Linked DNA regions of Mus musculus: region 2 is linked to region 1. A link is a contact called in public HiChIP or PLAC-seq data. All regions are on one chromosome and are shown on one strand. The core of a region is the stretch at or near the end of the contact, and the rest is flanking DNA. Distances in the headings are between cores, read along the strand shown. Region 1 overlaps Nmnat2 (nicotinamide nucleotide adenylyltransferase 2). Region 2 has its middle 30 kb from the start of Lamc2.

Region 1 (3,891 bases), core at 605-3,104:
GAGATGTAAGGAATCCCCCGCCTCATGTTCCCCCTGCCATGAGCCATGCCTTTCCCTTCCCACCATGGTGGACTGTGCCTTCAAATTGTGAGCCAAAATAAACCCTTCCTCGCTCAAGCTTCTTGTTGAGATTTTGGTCAAAGCAACAATAAAAATATATAACACAAAAGGGAATCTTAGTAAGTGTGTTCAAACGATTTACCAAGGAAAGCCAATTCACTTTCTTAGTTCTGCATTATAAGAATGCTACTGCTGCCCCGATGGCTCCTGCAGCGAGGCCAGGCTGAATCAGGAGTGGCTTTGCAGCAAGCTTCTCTGGGCACCAGCTCCAGTGTGTACCCTGGACCTCTCGGCTTACTGCCATCTGGTAGAGGAACAGACAGAGAAGGCAGAAGAAGAATGCTCCATACTCTTGGTCCTCTTAAAGACTCTAAAAACGTTCGGGAATGGACAGATATAGGAACCTGAAGTGATGGGTAGGGGTCAGGTGGGGCCTAGGGATGTGGAGTGGCAAAGCTACCACTCCAAATCCCTTCTCCCCCTCCCTCCAAGCCCCCAACAGGGAACTGCTGGAGGGGGGGGGGGCGGGTGTTTGATTGTTGTTTTTTGTTTTCTGTCTCTCAGACCTGCTCTTCCATCTGAACTTGGGTCAAAGTGTGGCAGGATGTATTTACTTTGTATCTTTGCTTGATGTATTTACTTTGTATCTTGGTCACATCTATTGCTTTGTATCTTAGTTCCAGACTTTCCTTTTTCCCCACTGTCCTTCAGAAAAACATCCTGTGCAGGGTTCCCAGAGTGTTCTAGTGACTTTAGCATCTTCTCGGAGCTACCTAAGCACCTGGTCCTGTGTTTGATACTCTGTCTCTACGCCTCACCAACACTCTACTTTCCATTCATGTCATGATGTAAATGTAAGTTTTCAGAGGAAAGCTGTTGTGCCTGTTTTGTTGTTGTTGATTTATTTGTTTGTTTTTTGAAAGGTCTCTTTGAGCCTTGAACTTGCTACAATCTGAGGTTGACCTTGACTTTATTTATTTATTTTTATTTTTTTGGTTTTTCAAGACAGGGCTTCTCTGTATAGCTCTGCCTGTCCTGGAACTCACTCTGCAGGCCAGGCTGGCCTCAAACTCAAAAATTCACCTACCTCTGCCTCCCAAGTGCTGGGATTAAAGGCATGCGCCACCACTCCCAGGTGACCTTGAATTTATAATACTCCTTTCTTCCTCTCTTTTTAATTTTTGCCCAAGGTCAACATTTTAAAAGACAAATTAAAACAATATAAAAATATATAAAAAAAATATAAATTTGCGCTATGAATACTAACAGCAGACATCACCCTATTAGTGAAAAGTTGCTTGGGTTTTAAGAGACTCGTCCTTAGGTGTATCTGATTTGATCCAGAAACCTCCATCTTCTACTTATATAAACAGCGTCTGCAGTCTGACAAAATTACTTCATCTTCCAGAAGTAAATACCTCTCACCTCCTTGCTAGTTAACTCAGCTCATTTATATACCACGGACACAGTCAAAAGCAGTCATGTAGAAACTAAATTTTTTCTAGTTGATCTTATATCTGACATGATGGTGGGATCACTAGAGATCTGTAATCTATTGGGAGCCAGATGTAGGTCCAAGGTGAAACAAAACCATCTGAGGTTCAGACCTGCATGGTAGTGACTACATTTTCATGCTCTGAGATATAACAGGTGAAAAGGTCAGCTCAGGAACTTTGGGAAGGTCATGAAACCCTTGCCTCTCCGGAAGGGAGAGGCTAATTAACATTCCTCAGACCACAGGGAGGGAACCGACCTGCGGGTGGGGACACATTCCGCAGGACTGAACGTTGCGCACCTTCTGACAAGGGAAGTCCTTGTCACCTCATTTGCTAAAGACCAGTTTAAAGGGTGTACTGTGCTGCCAATCATATTGTGCCTAGTTGCTGATGCCCTGTTCTGCCCCTGGAAACCATATAAAAACTCACCGACAGAGTGCTGGGGGTTGCCGCCTGTCCTTTGAGTCTGGGAAGGACCCCAGTGCACCGGAACAATAAATTCCTCTTGCTTTTTGCATCGATCCTGCCTCTACATTGTCACTCAGAGAGTCCCCAGTAAGCTAAGGCTCCCTGGAGTCTTACACAGGTACATGCTAGCCTGCACACCCAGATGGGTGATACAAAGTACTGTGGGTTGTTCCCACACTGGCAGTACACCAGAAGTGGCTCACGACTCTGGATCTTTCTAATTCAGGTGGGACAGTATAGCTTTGAGGCTACAATGAAGTCTCTATTTGGACAGAACTAGGTTAAAATATTTGGCTTTGCCACTACTAAGGGAGTATTGTAAGACAAAATAAAATACTCTTTGTGGCTCATTGAGGAAAAAAATCTGGAGCAGTGGAGACCAGGGGGTCAGAAGTTCAACATTATCCTCATCTACAGAACACGTTGATAAATATAATTTTACAATCTGGCTGGATGTGGTGGCCCACGCCTGTAACCCCAGGGGATAGGGTAGGGAGATCAAGAGTTTTAAGGCCAACAGAAACTGCACAGTGAAATGCTAATTAAATTAAAATTTTTAATTATATACATATACCCATCTATAAAATGCAGAGATGGCCTACTTGTCACATTATTTTGAGGATTTAGGAAACTGAGTACTTTTCAAGTTAGAGGATCAGAAGCTGATTAATCTACCACAGATGATGGTATTGGTTCTTAATCTTTGTGGGTATCAAATCAATCCAGAAGATCAGCTAGAGCTCAGATGATGGCCCAAGCTTCCTTTCTGATGCAATGGATCTGAAACGGAGCCTCATATGCATTCCTGGGTCTCCATTGATACTGAGGCGGCTGAGCCAAACCAGTGACCAGTGACTAGGCAGTGATAGGCTTTAGGGATGGGGGATAAAGGGCTCTGGCAGAGCTAGATAGGCTCTAACTCATAGGGGCAAAATCTCAGCAGTCTCTGAGGAAACAGCTTCTAAGGAATTATGGGAAGGTGTGAGGAGGAGGAAAAGAGAGGCGTGACTTGGAGATTGGTGACCATGACACCACAACAGTATGGTCGAGACTGGGCAAGTGGGACTGTGACTCATCAGGGTACGGCTGAATGGACTGTGCAGGAGTCCATTCCATGGGCCAGGATGGAGCTGAGGCTGTGTGCTGTGCCCAGTGAGGAGACTTCTGAGCAGAACAGTGATGTTCTGAAACGTGACTCGCTGGCACTGCAAAGGGTGGACGAGAGGGAGGGCGGGGAAGGTGGAGGGAGAGCTGTTAGGAAGCTTTCAGAGAGTGCTGGCCTAGGTGGTGATTTGCTTGCTGAGTGATTCCTGTGGCGACTGAGAGAAGATTATAGTTTAGAAATAAAACAGGTAGAATTTAGCAGTGGATCGGATAATGGGGAGAAAGGAGAAAAGCAAGTTAAAGATGGTTCTTGGGAAATATGATAGAATTACATCAGCAGAGCAGATATGAGGAAGTGGGGAGGGAGTATCTGTCCCGCCCACCCTACATGTCAATCAATCAGCTGTCACCCTCATTTCCCTCCTTTTTAAAATCTTTGTCTTAAAGCCGACCTGTTTGCTCTGTCACTTGTCTTTGGGCTAATTGCTGTTTGCTGGGGCAAGAAGCTTTCAGAGGTAAGAGCAATGCTCAGTCTGGCAAGTCTGAGAAAGGCCTTGTGTCTGAGAAACAGTAGAAGCAGGATTGTCCAGACTCCTCAGACTCTGGCTCTGGATCTTTTCCATTCTGCTTATTTGCGCAGCAGGGTCTCGTGCATCCCAGTCCATCCCAATCTTAAATTCCCGATCCTCCTGTGTCTAGTTTCTAAGTGGTGGGATTACAGGCTTGCACAACTATGCCGGGTTTATGCCTCGTCAGGGCATTC
Region 2 (3,891 bases), core at 605-3,104, 210 kb after region 1:
CACACTCCCTTCTCCGGCTCACCTTATGGATGTGGCATCGAGAAAATGACCACCAAGGCACAATTTTTACTTATTTATTTTTATGTTATGTTTAGATTGTTTTGTTGTTTTGCCTGCACGTATGTTTGTGTGTGTATACTATGCGCATGCCTGGTGGCAGCAGAGGTCAGGAGAAGGTGTCAGATCCTCTGGAACAGGAATTATAGCGGACTGGGAGCTACCTACCATGTGGGTGCTGGCAATTGAACCCCCCCCCCCCATTCTCTGCAAGTGCAACCCGTGCTCTTAACCACCAAGGCGCTGTCTCTCCAGCCCCATGAAGGCACTTTCTAAAACATCAAGCTATCCTGGCAGTGCCAACCCTCCCAGGATCCTCCTGTAGATTCTTAGAGCTCCCATCTGGCACCTGGTGACAACGTTCACCCCTTGGGCCAAGCCTGATGGTCTAGGACAGTCCGCTGAGACAGCACTGTACAGATTGTAGCAAGGAGGGCATCAGGTCTTCACATATTCTCTGAGCGCGCTGAACGTGTAATCATGGAAATCATAGCCTCTTGAGGTTTTGCCTTCCGTGCTGGCTCAGCAGCCCAGAAGCTTGTAATCTGCCATCGGACAGCCCATCTCTCAGACAGTCCTGTTCAAGCTGAGCTTGTGCTTACTCGGCACTAACCTCACACAGAGACCATTGTCAGGAGGAAAGAGGCAATCCATGGACAGTCTGGGGGCAACTGGCAGAGAAGAGGTTAAGGAGAATGAGACAGCTATCTTAGAAGAGACTGAGTACCCAGGATGGCTCTGGAAAGCTTTACCACGACCAAAAACAACAAAGCAAATCGGAGAGTTGCGCTGAGTTACTGAAATGGTGGAGGATCTCAGAGTGGTGGTAGACAACATAGGGTGGGTCCCAGTGGCACCAGCTGAAAAGTACAAAATTGGCTTTTGTTGCTTGCATTGTGGGAAGACAGAAAGATGGCCATCAAAGGTAGAACCAGGCATCTTCGTGGAGCATCATTTAAGTTCATTTGGACATCCTCATGGGAAGTGACACAATAGGTTACATTTTTTAAAATTAAAATTACATCTATTTATGTATGTGTCTGTGTGTGGGGTGCATGTGTACAGAGGTAGAAAAGGATTTACAAAGATCCGTTCTCTCCTGATACCGTTGTGGGTCCCAGGGGTGGAACTCAGGATGCCAGACCTAACACTGCTAAGCACACACCAGCCCCAACGAACCTTCCTTTTTATTTTTATTTGTTTGTCTTTGATACAGGGTCTCACTGTGTATCCCTGGCCAGCCTAGAACTCCCTGTAGAGGCTAGGGTGACTTAGGATTTACAGTGTTCTGCCTGCCTTCCAAATTCTAGGATTAAAGGCATGCACTTGGCAAGGTTACATACATACATAAGAGCCTGTTGCCAAACTTTTAACAGATACAAACTACTCTGAGTTATACCTTTATGGCCTGTATTCATTCTAAGGCTTAGGAGAACACAACTAATCAGTTAAAATTTTACTGAAAATCATTCCCAAGAGTTAGGGGATCGGATCAGGCTACCGGAGGGACTCTGGCTACAATCCACAGATGTGAAGGGATGGATGTGGGTCTATGTCATCGTGTGCTGTGCCATTTGGTTCCCGTGGTTTTGTTTATCTCCTTTCAAATAAGAGTCAGTCTATGCTCACTCAGGTAGGGCTGTGGGTGCAGAATGTGGGTGGAGGGAGGGGAGAAAAGCTAGCAGTTGCAAGATGAGGCAAACAGTCACTTCCCTGCCGCTGAGAAGACCTCAGTAACTGCTGCCTTCCAGCCTAAGGGCCTCCCTGCAGGTGGAAATGACTTGACAGACAATCAAGGGATGCTTGAATGATGAACGCATGCTGAGGGCGGGCATGCTAACAGCCAGGCAGGCCCATAATGCTAGACTCAGGATGGACCAGACGGTTCCAACAGAGTAGGTGACTCCTTGACATCAGGCTCCACTGTCCTGAGGGAAGGGAAGAAGGAACTTCTGACAGAGAGGAGTTAAAGCAAAGACAAAGCCAAGTACCAAGTTTCTTGGGTTTGAACTTCCAATCCACGCATCCTTTGACTTTTGATTGCACTTTTGCTATCTGGCTTTCCTTTCAGAAGGATGCGTTTCACTTTTGCTTCGGTGACCTCAAGTCTTTTTTTTTTTTTTCCTTTTTTTATTAGGTATTTAGCTCATTTACATTTCCAATGCTATACCAAAAGTCCCCCATACCCACCCACCCCCACTCCCCTACCCACTCACTCCCCCTTTTTGGCCCTGGCGTTCCCCTGTACTGGGGCATATAAAGTTTGCATGTCCAATGGGCCTCTCTTGCCAGTGATGGCCGACTAGGCCATCTTTTGATACATATGCAGCTAGAGTCAAGAGCTCCGGGGTACTGGTTAGTTCATAATGTTGTTCCACCTATAGGGTTGCAGATCCCTTTAGCTCCTTGGGTACTTTCTCTAGCTTGTGGAACGTATACTTGTTCAGAACTAGTGCTGCCTCTGAGATAAATTGAGGTTTGGTCTGCTGCTATGTATTGTAATGCTAAATTCTGTACCAGAAGGTCTAGGCCCACCAGTGAATTCTTACTTTTACAAGCTTTTGTTGTGCAATCCACGTTCTTTGATTTAAAACTAATGGTTAAATAAAATTGGTTACAGCCGGTTCCTGGGGGAATTAAGGTGGGTGGGTTTTGAGTTACCTGTTGGATAAGAGAGACCAGGAGGAGGAGGAAAAAACAAGAGGAGAGGAGGAAGCGACATGAGGGGAGATGGACTGTGAGCACATGGCCAGGAGAAACAGCAAGTATCTAGGATACACTGCTGGGGAGGCAGCCAGGCCAGCAGTGAAAAGAGTAGATTAGGGGTGACATTCCCCTCCCCCCAGTAACTGTCAAAGCCAAATCAAATAACCATAGCCTGAGTCTCATTTATTTGTAAGCTAGTCAGGGTTAAGTTTAAATTGGATGAGCTACTTAGTAGAACTGCACCCCACCCCCAATACTGCTTATTGATTTAAAAAGTACCCGTAAAGACTCTAAAAAATTGTGTTTATCTGTGAGTGTGTGTGCCTGTGCAACTGCGCCTGTCAGTGACATTGCTCCTTGAGTCAGAAGGGGGTGGTGGACCCTTCGGAGCTGGAGTTAGAGACATTTGTGAGCTGCCCAATGAAGGTGTTCACAACTCTCTCCCCTGCAGCCTGGTCCTCAGGATGAAGCAGTGCGTGCTCCTAACTTCCGAGCCATCTCTCTACCCCCCCCCCCCCACTTGTTAATACTTCATTTAAATCTGCTTACAGTGAACAGACACAATCCCACGCAAGTTAAAATGGCCCAGTTTCTATTTTCATAAGCCATGGGTCTGGGAGATTGGCTTTTCCTACAGGCTGGGTCCCCCTGTGCCTCAGGCAGGTGGCCTTGCTTTCTACTTCAACACCCTCTTGGCTGCCAGGTATCCCAAGCTGGTGCCGAGAGGCTGGTGCGTTTCTTTAAGCTGTAAACTCAGGGGAAATGAAGGTAGCAACCTTTAACCACTCGACCTACCGCTCCTACAAGGTAGCGAAAGGATTAACATTCCCTTCTGAATCAGACCCTGCTGATGGGGCGAGAGGAGGGTTGCGACTATTCTGGTAAAGGTTAACCAGTGTCTCCAAAGCTTTCTCTGAGGAGGTCCGGTTAGAAGCGCTTTACAGGTACCATGGTTCTAACCATTTATAATACTAAGAAAGGAGGCGCAGGATTCACAGGGACATAGGGAGACAAGCAGGGAACCAGGGGGTTGAAGGGAGGTATTTGCAGGCCCCGAGCCTTCCTGCCACTTCTAACTCCAAAATGTCTCACCTGTCTACAGTTGTCCCATGCTCGGCACCGGATGAA

The links. HiChIP or PLAC-seq counts read pairs in DNA pulled down with a chosen protein or histone mark.
Region 2: a contact with region 1 is called in an H3K27ac HiChIP or PLAC-seq map of embryonic stem cells, with 5 read pairs. The contact joins two enhancer-like sites. A contact is called at or near these places in 1 of 115 datasets of contacts at active chromatin or transcription factors (embryonic stem cells) and 1 of 9 other capture datasets (adipose tissue).

The regions. Positions count from the first base shown.
Region 1 is chr1:153,007,682-153,011,572 of GRCm38.p6, forward strand. The region is part of intron 1 of Nmnat2 (nicotinamide nucleotide adenylyltransferase 2); the gene reads left to right. Among named protein-coding and RNA genes, the nearest start is that of Nmnat2, 55 kb to the left of the region's middle. Within about 2 kb of position 1,855, at least 51 of the 459 cell types and tissues checked have an H3K27ac peak or open chromatin away from gene starts, as enhancers often do. A contact at or near this core is called in embryonic stem cells, where this site is marked.
Region 2 is chr1:153,214,042-153,217,932 of GRCm38.p6, forward strand. No RefSeq gene overlaps it. Among named protein-coding and RNA genes, the nearest start is that of Lamc2, 30 kb to the left of the region's middle. Within about 2 kb of position 1,855, at least 6 of the 459 cell types and tissues checked have an H3K27ac peak or open chromatin away from gene starts, as enhancers often do. A contact at or near this core is called in embryonic stem cells, where this site is marked.